Linked DNA regions of Mus musculus: region 1 is linked to region 2. Evidence: chromatin contacts called from public targeted proximity ligation data. All regions are on one chromosome and are shown on one strand. The core of a region is the stretch at or near the end of the contact, and the rest is flanking DNA. Distances in the headings are between cores, read along the strand shown. Region 1 holds the start of 9830166K06Rik (RIKEN cDNA 9830166K06 gene). Region 2 overlaps Plaat3 (phospholipase A and acyltransferase 3).

Region 1 (6,117 bases), core at 292-2,791, 1.1 Mb before region 2:
TGTCCCCAAAAGTATGTACATGGGGTCACTCTTCAACTAGGTGCTGGTAGCCAGGGCTGCCTCCTGCCCTTCCCCTTCTGCCTTTAGTGTGCTGGGGGATCTGCTAACCACACAGCCATCTAATCTCTTCTGAAGTCTAGGTTGAGTTTCCTAAGAAGGTCTTTACCTCTTCTGCCAGCTAAAGCACAGAAAAACATCAGATAAATCCACTGAGAAGCAGCAGACAGGGTGTTTGTAGCAGCCAATGCCCACTGCTAGAGAGCCCTCTTGGCCTCTAGACCCCTCCCTGGCCACCTCCCCTTTCAAGAATCCACCCCCATTCCTGTCTCATCCTTGTCCCTGCCCTGTCTCAGAGGACCCTGATGCTTCTGCACCCAGCTCAACACAGCCCCTCCCAAGCCCTTCCAAATGTACTCACCATGGGACCGGAGAGGGGTCTGTAGGGTCCTCAGCTTCAGTGCTTCTCCGGGGGCCTGCAGTGTCTCCTGGGACCCAAACACCTGGCTCCCGGGGGGAGCTGCGCCCTGTGCTGGCAGCCGGAGAGGCACAGCCAGTGATTGGCATGTCCCACCCCCTGGCACGCCAGCCTTGGGGGGGAGGGAGGAAGGGAAAGAGAGGGAGGGAGGAAAGGGAGGAAAGAAAGGGAGGGGGAGCAGGAGGGAAGCCTCAGGCAGCATCTGGGGTTGGACTAAGTCCTGGAGTGTGCCCCCCTTGTCCACAAGGGCACCCACTTTGAGCCTCGAGAGGGAGGAGGCAGGACATGAGGAAAGAGAGCCCAGGAAAGCTAAAAGTCCAAGAGGAGAGAGAAGGCGGATACAGGGAGACAAACACCCACACCCACTGCACACAGACTGGCGGCACACACACACACACACACACACACACACACACACACACACACACCCTCTCACAAAGGCACACTCTGTTTCCCGGGCACCTTCCCCCACCCAACCGGAAAGCCCCCAACTCCTGTGCACCATGTCCCAACACACATGCCCCGACACACATGCCCCATTATTCACATGCCTGCTTCCTTTGCATACCCTCCCCCCATGAACATGCCCACGCGCCCACCCACCCACCCACCCAGCCACACACCCTGCTCTTCCTCCCTGCTGTGAGGGAGCTAAATTCCTTCTGTTTGAAAATGACACATTGGGCCTCACGTGAGAGGTTCCAACTTGGACCAGACCCAGAGGGCTGGCTCACCCACCCTGGGACGGAGTGACATGCCCGCATGCTGGGCAGTGCACTCTGGTGTATGGAAAGGTCTGGTGTGAGGGTATATGTGTATCTGGTTTGTGGAGCACTGGAGAAACTGTGTTTGTTCCATATGCTGTTCAGGGTCCGGCATGTGTAGTATGACATGTGTGCTCATGTCATTATGCAGCCTACGTAAATCCAGGTGTGACCCTGCCAATCTGGAGCCAGAACGCATGTGGGAGCGTGTGTCTGTGCTCAGTGTATGTCTGAGTGTTGCCCAACTGTGGAATTGGCTAATTTTGACAAGTGAGGTAGCATCTACCTCCCTGACTGCTCCACCTCCAGCTTCCCCTTGGTAGACAGACAGACAGGCAGACAGACTGCTCTCCTCCCTGCTTGTCAAACTGTCTCCCCTGACTCCCACTTTAGGTTCACAGGTGTGTACCTGGGAAGTACGAGCCACTCCTCCTCTCAGCCTACGGTTTGACCCTCATCCCCCCTCCCCCCCAGGCTGGTTTGGATTTCTGTGTAGAGTCTCCTTGGAGATAGAGACAACCCCTGGGGGCTTTGTCATAGGGACCTGGGTCCAGCAATGCCCCAATAGAGACTTCCTGGAGAGCTGACCACCGAGGAGAATTGGAAACACTAAAAGCTCCTGTGTGTTTTGCCCCATGGGCTGTGATGAAGCCCTGGGAGGGAGGTGGGAAGGACCGAAATCAAGATTGCCTTTATGGAGGAGAGAAAGCTAAAGGTAGGTTCCAGGTGAGCTCTAAGCTCAGGGTTTTGGAGTCCGGGGCACACCCATTCTTCCTTCTCTCTTCATTTTCCTACCAATGTTGAGACTGGAGCTCAGTTGCCAAAGGAACCAGAAAAGGAAGAAATTGACGACGACTCTGGGGCTTGGGCCAGCAGATACGGGACACAGGTGGCAGGTACGTGTGGGGGCATCTGTACTCTTGAGGCTGCCAAGGGGTACCCAGTGCGCCTTCTCTCTGTGTTTGGTCATATACTACAGTTTGGGGCGGAGGGGGTGTCGGGGTCAGAGGATCTGAACAGCTCCTCCTCCCACCTTCGGTGGCATTAGACCCTTAGGGTTAGGTCAGAAAACAAGCAGTCTCTGTGGCAGGCTGCCCCCTACTGGGCCATCCTTAGGTTGCGGGCTGCATGTTGGGAGAGCCGTGGGGGTGCGTGTACTTGTGCGTGTACACGTGGTTTAGAGTGGGGGAGTTAGGCCTCCACATCCATTTCCGAGTCTGAATCAAGCTTCCTCTTTGCCCCCTTCCCCCATTCTTCTTGCTCTCCCTTTTCTCCCACCGCCTCTGCACATGTCCCTTTAGAAATAAAAACACTTATTTTGTGGGCGGGAGGGGAGGGTGTCCAGCTTTCCTCTGCCTCCTCCTGAGTGTCCTCATCTTTGGTCCGTGCAGCGTTCTGGAGTCTGTGCAGCTACAGAAGAAGGGGTCTATAGCCCCGTACCTCCTGTTGTATCACGCTTTTTGCATTCCCGCCTAGCTTGGCTAGGTCTCCTCATACCAGTTGGGGAAACTGAGGCACGAGGGAAGAAGGGAGGCAGCGCGGGGAGAAGAGCTCCCGCCCGGCTCGCTCGCCACCCCCGCACTCGCGCCGGATTTAGCCGCAGGGAGGCTGGGAACATTGTCTTTATTTTAAGCCGCCGAGTGCGGCACGAACGCGGCTGCTCCCGACAAAGGGCTTCGCTAAGCGGCTGCAGGCGGCGCACGTGGGGGTCCGGCCCGGCCCCCACGTGACCCCCCTCTCTGCTGCCCAGACCCTCTTCAGCATTTTTCCCCTCTGTTCAGGTGGGGGCGGGTCTACACAGGACTCGGGGTCTGCGCTCCTGCTGGTTGCTATTTTTGATCAGCATTGGATGACTCGGCCCAATCATAAATGCTTCTAAGTAGGAAAAGAAAGAAAGAAAGAAAGGAAAAAAAGAAAGAAAGAAAGAAAGAAAAAAGAAAAAGAGCGAAGTTGTCCTGGGTTCGAATCCAACCGTAGGTTGGTTCATTCGAACTGCCTGACAAGTCAGAGCTTGTCTCTAGGTCTGTTTAATCAGTTTCGTGGGAGTAGAAGTGCCTCCTCCCTTGGTGGGACAGTTACATCAACCAGCACTTTCAGCGTCTGAAAGAGAAAGCCATTATTGTTACTTATAGTAGGTACTGAGTGCTTGCTTCCGCCGGGCTTTCCTAAGCGCTTTACTTTAATTAACCTGTCGCTCAATGTTTTGTGTGGTAGGCCTTTTCTTACTCCCATTTTACAGATTGAATAGATTAACAAAAACAAAGCAAAACAACAACAAAAAACAAACAAACAAACAAACAAACAAAAAACAAAACCAAAAAAACGTGCCTCGGGCTTTGTGGAGGGTTCAGTGTGCCTGAACAATCCTGGGCCTGGGAAGCCCAGCAGGGTTGGCCGCTCGCAGGCTGCAAGTTTGCAGGAAGGAAGGGCTAGTATTTTCCTTACAAAGTTAAAATTCTATTTATGATGTATGGTATGGGCTCATGTGCGTGCAACACCCGTGCCATAGCGCTCAGGTGGAGGTCAGAGGATAACTTGCAGGAGCCGGTTCTCTCCTTTCACCGTGTAGGTCCTGGGGATTCAATTCAGGTGTGTCAGGTTGGGAGTAAGCACCTCGCGTCCTTGACCTCCATGGGGTGGGGCGTGTTCATGTAGAGCGTTGTACCCATTTTTACTTACATCCTTATCCTCGGTTTCAGTCCAGGAAAGGATTTAAAACCCCACTAAACCTTCAGGGTGCCGCTTCCTTCGCACTAAAGGATGATGGAGGCCTTGGGAAGGGAGGCCAGTTCTTTCAGTTTTACCTGGCCTGTGATGTGCAGGTGGTCCTGAGGGCCCTTGAGGAGGGAAGGCAGCAGGCCAGAGATGTCACCACTTCTGAGGGCATATAGACTACCCGACAGCATGTCTTTTCATTTCTTCCTTTGCCCAAAGTCTTTAGTTTTAACCTTCCCAGACCTTCCCCTACACTCCAACAGACTGTTTTCTAGATTTGAAAGGAAAAGCTACAATCCAGGTTGGGGCTGCAGACCTGCTAGGCCTGGGTAAACTCAGCCACAACAAAATTATGGGTCCAGAAATTGAGATTTTACAGTCTGGTTCTTAAGATGATCGAATGTAGACAGTCTACTCAACCAATTTTCCACCTTCCCAGCCAATTGAGTCCCGTTCCTCTTAGCAGGTGTGACTTGGAAGCAGTGTCTGTCTATCTCATGCCTCACAGCTCAGAACTTTCAGGAACCTGGGTCCAGCAGAGCATGTAGGGTCTGGTCCAGGATTTGCGCACTGAGAACTGAACCTCAAAATTGTGTTCTTTCTTACAAGGTGGCTCTAAATAACCCCTATTCCTGCCTATGAGGACAGGACTCAGAGCTCAGGAACCACTTGTGGCTGCCTAGGAGTTGGATGCATCTTAGAAGCCTCATCCAGATTCAGGGAAGAGGCGGTGAAACTTCCGACATCGGTTTGGAAATTGATGAATCTTCACTCGGCCACATGATCAAAAAGCAAGTTGGGAAAGAAAGGGTTTATTTGGCTTACAGTTCCAGAGTTCACCAACCTATTTTTTTTTTTTAACCCTCCCCAGAAGGAAAACAGTAATACTGTCTTGGTGGAGGTGCATCAGGAATGGTATATGACTTCCACCCAGAAGGCGAGAGGAGCTGGCTTCTTGTCTGTTATGTGCCGTCCCAGGTTCTGGCACACTAGAGCCAGGGCACCTGTGTGCAGGTCAGAGAACAATTCGTGGGGGCCAGAGACGGAGCTCAGGTTAGAGACTGTGGCTTGCCACAGTACCCTTTCATAGTTTGTGGTTTTGTTCCCAGCTCGGAAGCACTCTTTACCATTTGTAAGAAGAAAGGACATTCCAGGAAACCCTAAGCCAAAGTCCTGCCTGTCTGTTGGTGTACAGTGATAATAAATAGTGGCAGCAACAACAACTATTGTTATTATTTTGAGACAAGATCTCATGTAGTCCAGGCTGGTGTCAAACTTGATTTGTAGCTGAGGATGACCTTGAACTTCTTATCATTTGGCCTGCAGAGATCATAAGAGTATAATCTACACTGGTTTTATGTGGTACTTGGGGTAGAACCCAGGCCCCTCAAATACTAGGAAGTGCTGAGCTCTGCAGCCTCAATCTGCAGTCCTACTATTTGATGGACACTTGAATGCATCAAGCATGTGGTAGCCTGGTTTTGAGTGTTTTACATATTTGTAACTAAAAAAAAATTATTATTATTATTATTATTTTTTTAAAAAAACAGGGCCTCACTATGTAGTCCTGACTTGGAACTTACAGAGAGCTACTGGCCACACCTCTGGACTGCTGGGGTCAAAGGTCTACATTATTACATCTGGCTCATTTAATTTTTTAAAGTTTATTTTATCTTATGTGTATGAATATTTTGCCTGTATATATGTCTGTGCACTAAATGCATACATTCCTAGGAAGACCAGAAGAGGGTGTTGGATCCCCTGGGACTGGAGTTATAGATGGTTGTGAATGGATCATCAAGTGGTTCTGAGAACTGAACCCTGGTAGGTGCAGAATCAGGCCACTTGACTCCTAATTATTGCTTTTGCCTTTATAAAGAAGATTCCCAGATGTCAATGTGTCCACATCATCTGGACCTTGCTCCCCCTTTTTTCATTCTCTCTATTTGTGTCTGTGGGCAGTCAGCCCATGGAAAAAAATGAAAAGGAGATGGCTGACTTCATAACGTTGTACTCTGAGTGCAAACGGTTTTTAGCCCTGAACCTGTAAGATCCAGCGTACAAGATCCTGGTCTTTTGAAGGCCCCTCTCATTGCCCCTATGACCTCCTGTCAGCTTCAGCACTGATGGAGGCCTGACCAGGGTGGAGATTAATGAGAGAGG
Region 2 (6,570 bases), core at 2,943-5,442:
GAATAGCCCAACCAATGGGAACAGGATAAGTGTAGCACAAAGACAAGTTCCTAAGGAAATCCACTGTCCCTAAATCCTGATTGGTGGAAAATGTAACTGTAACTTGGCCCAGATGTTGGTGATTTTCAAGCTTTAAAGCTCTGTAGCACTCTGGCTCCAGGTCACAGTTCAGCTCCCAAGTCTGTCCTGCAGCCCTGGTCAATCAGTAGCAGCTTGGTCACGACACAGTTTTGTCCTTTGCATTGATCTGGTGTTTGAGTCGAGTTGGATTTAAGCAGACCCCATAACATTTTGATCTCCGACTACAATGGTAAATTGTCAATTTACTGGCCAAGAATTCACGATCTACTTTGAGACTATTAAATGCAAATGAATTTAGAATTAGTATATACTTTAATTGAGTTGAAACTTTAATCAAGATTGTTTTATTATCTCTGTGTAGTAATCATTTTGTTCAATTATATACTACACACAATCTCTGTGTAGTAAATTATTTTTGCCTTAAAGTCTGTATTTTCTTCCAGTTTTTAAAAACTTTTTATAGTGCTTACTTATGTATTGCATGCAGATATATGTGCACCAATATTATGGTACATAAGTGGAGGTCAGGAGACAACTTTTGGGAGTTGGCTTGTTCCTTCCACTGTGTGCATCCCATGGACTAAACTCGGGTCCACAGAATTGGCAGCAAACAGCTCCACTTTCTGAGCCCTCTCCACGGCCCCAGATTGCTTTTCCTCATTTGACAGTTAAGTTTCATTTAGTTCTCTTGTATTTGTTTTTTCTCCTTCTTTCTCTTGCCCCACTCACTATTAGTTTAGGTATAAATTAATATTATCTAAATATTATGAATATTGTGTGGGAGGGTGAGCATCGGGACACCTGCCCTTTGAACTTAGGTCTAGGTCCTTTGGGTTTGGGGACCTTGAGCACTGACGTGAAGCCCTAAGGAACCTGAGCCAAAGAAAACTATTCTCTCAGTGCTGGAACTCAGCGAGCACATGTGTATTCTGTGCAAGATGCGCATAAGTCGGGAGAAAGCTTTTACAGAGCAACGTTTCAATCCTGACCAGGGCTCCAACAGACAAGATGTATGTCACGGCGAGCAAGCCAATAAGCAGCACCCATCATGGTTTCTGCTTCGGTTCCTGCCTTGAGTTCCTTTGAGCGTCTCTCAATGGACTGTGGCCAGGGATATGTAAGCCAATAAACCATTTCCTCCCCCAAGGGGTTTCAAGTCTTTATCTTAGCAATAGAAACCTGACTAGAACAGAGCTGTACTGCAGAAGGAAATCGGAAGGTTTTAGGATGACACGAGGGATTGAACCTAAAACTGCATGCTCGCCAGGAAAGCACTCTATCACTGAGCTAAAGCCCCAACACTCCAGGATTTGTCCTTCTCACACCACTGAATATCCATAAACTCCAGCGCCTGAGTCTCAAAGCGCCACGTTGAAACAAGTTCTAGGCCAAGATCCCTGGCTATCTGATGTTTCCATTTCTGTGTACCCAGGCTGTCTCCTTTGGCATACCATAGTATCTGGCACGCAGTAATGCGCTTCACTTGAGATAACAGTGTTGGACTCTGTTTTCTGCAATACAAAGGGTACCACAGCAAACAGAAAGGCCAGCCAGGAAAGACTGTTATCCAGAACAGAGCCCCGAGCTTCCCTCCAGAGACTTCACACCAGGTAGCTACTGCAGTATCCTCACAAAAATTCCTTTCTTGTGGTTTATTGTATGTTGTGAAAATAAACCTAATTATAAAGCAATAGAATCTATAAATCAAACTCCAAACCCTCTAGCAAAAGAAGAGCCCAAAAACTGGGCAGTCATTCAGCTCATTGCTTCTGTTTCTTGTTTCTGGAGAGCATGACTCCAACGAGGCCCAAGGCCGCCAAGCCCACTCCAGCGATGCCTACCGCCTTGACCGCATCTCTGACCTGCAACAGAGAGGAGGGTGAGTCAAGCTCTGTGTAACGAGTGTGGGAACAGGCTTTTCATTGACCAGGGTCACTCTGCTCATGTCACTTCGCATGCCCCCTTCGCTTCCAGTGGCCAAACTGAAGAGCCAACAAATACTGGCAGGGGCAGTGGGAAGGAGAGGGCTGGGCAAGGAAATGAATGGACAGAACCAGCTGGCCTGGAATTGACACAGACTCAAAATAGTAACCTGAATGAGGCTCTGGACTATTTAAAGCATACAAACCTTTGTAAGGCATCTATGGAAAGAAGAGAGGGATGACAGCAGAATGGGAAGATGGACAGCCAGTGGGCAAGTGTAAGGTCAGGAAGGGATTGCAATTGAGAACTCAAAAAAAAAAAAAAAATCTGACCTCCATGAGAGCAAGGACCTCACCTCATGCCATGTGTCCAGTGTCCGGCCTGCCAGGCTTGGAGGTGCTCAGCCCTTTAAAGGGCTGGGGTTTCTTGTGTTTGTTTGTTTGTTTGTTTGTTTGTTTGTTTGTTTGTTTTGCTGAATGCTTGTTTTTCTCTTATGGAGTCAGGATCTTGCTCTGTAGCACCCTGAACTCAAGACCCCCTGCCTTGGCCTCCTGAGTGCCAGGCATGACACTACACCCAGCTCTCTCTTTGTATGGACTCCAGTGTTCACCAAGAGACCAGAGTCAAGACATAGTTGCCTCTATTCCACAGGTCTCTTTTTATTTATTTTTATTTTTATTTTTATTTTTTTAAGAAAAGGTTGCATGTAGTCCAGACTGGTCTCAAACTTGGTCTTAGTTACAGTTTCTATTGCTGTGATAAAACACCGTGACCAAAAGCAACTTGTAGAAGAAAGGGTTTGTTCTATCTTACACTTCCAGGTAATGCTCCATCACTGAGGGAAGGCAGGGCAGGAGCCTGTGTGGAGGCCATGGAGGAACATTGCTTATGCTTGCAGGCTTGCTTCTCATGGCTTGCTCCTCCTGCTTTCTTAACACCTGGGGCCACCAGCCCAGGAATGTTAATGCCTACAGTGAAACGGGCCTTCCCGTACCAATTATCAAGCAAGAAAATGCACCATAGGCTTGCTCACAGGCCAATCTGGTGGGGACATTTTCTTAGTTGAGGTTCTCTCATTCCAAAACTACTCTAACTTGTGTCAAGTTGATATAAAACTAACCAGCACCAAAGATGGCCTTAAACTCCTGGTCCTGCCTTTACCCACCATGCATTGGGATTCCAGGAGAATGTGAGCCACTGAACCTCTCTATTCTTTCTTATTTATTTATGTATTTATTTATTTATTTTACCTCCCAACCCCCGTTCCCCTCTCTCCCTTCCTCCTAGATCTTCTCCCCACCCTTCCCCACTTCTCTGCATATCAACCAGGCCTAGCATATCAAGTTGCAGTTAAGACTAGGCACATCCTCTCCTATTGAGGCTAGATGAGGCAGCTCCTGCTCCCACTGTTAGGAGCCCCATATGAAGACCAAGCTATACAACTGTAACATGTGCAGAGGGCCTTGGTCAGTCACAGTCAGGCTCCCTGGTTGTGGTTCAGTCTCTGTGATCCCCTATGGACCCAGGTTAGTTAATTCTGTGAGTTTTCTTTTGGTGTCCTTGACCCCATTGGCTCCCACAATCCTTCTTCCCCCTCATCCACAAGATTCCCCAGGTTCTGCCTAAAGTCTAGGCACCAGTCTCCATCTGTCTATTCTTACCGGTCTCCATCTGTCTATTCTTAAGTAAATTCCACTAGTAAAGGTAGTTATGTAATGCAGATGTGAGACTATCTGACTTGAGCTGCTATCGAGTAGGACAAAAAGCATTGCAAAAGAGGGGGTGTAGGGAAAAGCTAAACATTTGTCAAATTCCACTCCCTCCTAAAACCTAACTGAAATAAAAGACAGCATTTGTTTGGGCTGGGAGACAGCTATGGTCGAGCAACAGCCTACCATGGAGAAGACACTGAGTTCACTACCCAGCACCACAGAGATCTTTCTTTTTAATTAGAGGCATTTCGTTTTTTGTTGTGAGCCTAGCTCTTATGGCTGAGGACAAAGAAGCTGAGAAGTAGCCTGTGTTAAAGAAAGAAACTCCTAAAAGGGTCAGATGGACACACCCAGGTTCCTCTGGAAGTGAAAAGGAAGAGAAAGCACTTCCTCCGTCAGATGGACACACCCAGGTTCCTCTGGGAGTGAAAAGGAAGAGAGAGAGAGCACTTCCTCCAGTTTCACGGACCCCCTCCCTCGCCCCAGCAGAGGCGTGACTGATCTCTGGACAGGGTAAAACAGAAGCTCTAGGGATCTGCAAGTCTAGACATGCATTCCAGATTGTATCGTAACCGCCAACGGGGCACTGAGTGACTATGAGCATGCTAAATTGAGCCTCCAAGACCCCTCTGCTGTTCCCAGAATGTCACCCTCCACTCAAGCCTGGAAGAGTTTTCTAGGGAATCTGACCATGCCAAGTAGAAACAGACTGTGGGTACTGAAAACAGCCCACTGGGGTCATCTCACAACATTAATGAGCCCCTTGCCCTCACCCTATTCATTGGCTCCTTACCTAGTGCCTACCTTCTATACCCCCTGCCTTCCCTCATTGTTAACCTAGTTTGGATGCAAGTGTGAATGGTACTACCAACCAGAGAGCTCTGACTGCTGGCTGGCCTCAAGCCATGGTGTTATGGAGTTACCTGGGGAGATGGAACAGTGAGTAAGTGCTTGACTTGTAAAACAAAAACCTGAGTTCGATCTCCTGAACCCCTTAAAAAGCCAAGTATGGGGGCATGCATTTGTAACCCAAGTGCAGGGAGATGAGAAAAACCCGTTTCCTGGGACTGTCAGTCAGCTCAGCCTAGTTGACAAATTCCAAGTCATCAAGAGATGTTTTTGTTTGTTTGATTGTTCGTTCATTTAAAAAAAAATAGGGACAGTACCTGCAGAATGACACTGGAAGTTGACTTTTTGCCTCTACATACACTCAGACACACAGGAACACACACACACACACACACACACACACACACACACCTTTTCTATCCAGTGTTTTCCTTGCTGAGTTCTATATCAGGAGGGGTAAAATGCAGATAATGGAGGAGGAACAACATGAGCCTCATTCTTTCCTGAAAGCCATAATGTGCAAACAAATGCTGATACTGCTGGTTCAGACAAAAGATACTTTGTGGAGGCACACAACAATAGCCCCAGTGTTTGTGGTCACACTTAGTACACAAAGAGAATGGTTAGGATATGAATATAGTATCTAGTTAGTCCTGGTGGTACTAAGAAAGTGGTACAGTCAGATCATACATACATACATACATACATACATACATACATACATACATACATACATCTTTTTTATATGTACTTAAGAACATGTTATGATAGCTTGGTGACAGGTTCTATGTAATTAAATTGAAGTTTTATTTAGGTAGACTGAGTTCTGCCTGCTGGTTAGAAGTCTCTACTCTTTGTTTTGTTTTGTTTTGTTTTGTTTTGTTTGTTTTTCGAGACAGGGTTTCTCTGTGTAGCCCTGGCGGTCCTGGAACTCACTCTGTAGACCAGGCTGGCCTCGAACTCAGAAATTCACCTGCCTCTGCCTCCCAAGTGCTGGGATTAAAGGCGTGCGCCACCACCACCCGGCTTAGAAGTCTCTACTCTTATCAGGGAAAATTAACACTTGTTCAAAGCTGCCTGCAGGGAAGGGCATCACAGTAGAGCAACATCACACTGCAGGTCCGATTTCTGTTTGCTAAAAGAATGCTTTCACAGAGCAAAGTTATTGTTATTTACATAGCCTGTGAGGGTTTTTGTTTTTTGTTTTTGTTTTTACTGTTGCCTGCCAAATGTTTGAGCCTTATTTTTTTGCCAAAAATCTCTTTGTTCCTGTAATTTCTATCCCTGTAAACATGCCTAACTAAATTCCCTCTAGTGATTAAGGAGCTCAGAGGCCACTAACAGATGGCCACATAGCAGGAATTATAATACTGTTTATTGTTGCATCGTGCTATATATAGATAACATTTCACACATAAAAGATCTTTTTAAAGGCAACATTTCTTAGTGAACTGTTATTATGATTGATTTCAGATGAAGAAATGCCTAAAGCACTCATGAGGCACACCTCTGGGTGTTGCTGTGAGGGCCGTCCAGAGAGGATCAACATGGGGAGACTGCCCTGGATGTGAACAGCACCACTGCATTCGCTGAGAAAAGAGGAAGAAAAGAGGCTGTGCACCAGCATTTCCCTTCCTCCACTTCCTGACCCGCACTACCCCGGCAAGAACCTCCCACCACCACACCTTCTCCCACGGTGAGGACTGGTTGCTGCCAGTCATCAGCCAAAACAAACTTCCCTCCTTAACCTGCAGCCTGCTGGATGTTTGATCACAGTGGTAAGAAAAGCAGCTAATGTAACTATTGTAGGGTTGCTGGTCATTGAGTCCACAGGGCCTTGAGCCTTGTGCAAATAGACAGACTTTCTGAGTACTCATTTTCTACCTTTTGTTTGCTTTGGTTTTTTTGTTTTGTTTTGTTTGTTTTTTCAAGACAAGGTTTCTCTGTGAAGCCCTAGCTATCCTAGAACTCTCCCTGTAGACCAGTTTGAACTCTGCCTCTATCT

What was found.
Region 1: a targeted proximity ligation map of embryonic stem cells shows a contact between it and region 2, with 6 times the contacts expected there. A contact is called at or near these places in 7 of 39 promoter capture datasets (cranial neural crest, embryonic stem cells, hippocampal neurons and 4 more), 2 of 130 datasets of targeted methods (both in embryonic stem cells) and 1 of 9 other capture datasets (embryonic stem cells).

What each region holds. Positions count from the first base shown.
Region 1 is chr19:8,658,759-8,664,875 of GRCm38.p6, reverse strand. 9830166K06Rik (RIKEN cDNA 9830166K06 gene) reads left to right here and starts at 1,541. Exons shown (of 3, transcript NR_045314.1): 1 at 1,541-2,135; 2 at 4,564-5,778. Chrm1 (cholinergic receptor, muscarinic 1, CNS) reads right to left here and starts at 871. Exons shown (of 3, transcript NM_001112697.1): 1 at 419-871.
Region 2 is chr19:7,580,938-7,587,507 of GRCm38.p6, reverse strand. It overlaps Plaat3 (phospholipase A and acyltransferase 3), which reads right to left. Exons shown (of 5, transcript NM_139269.2): 5 at 1-1,943. The coding sequence ends at 1,842. Among named protein-coding and RNA genes, the nearest start is that of Lgals12, 23 kb to the left of the region's middle.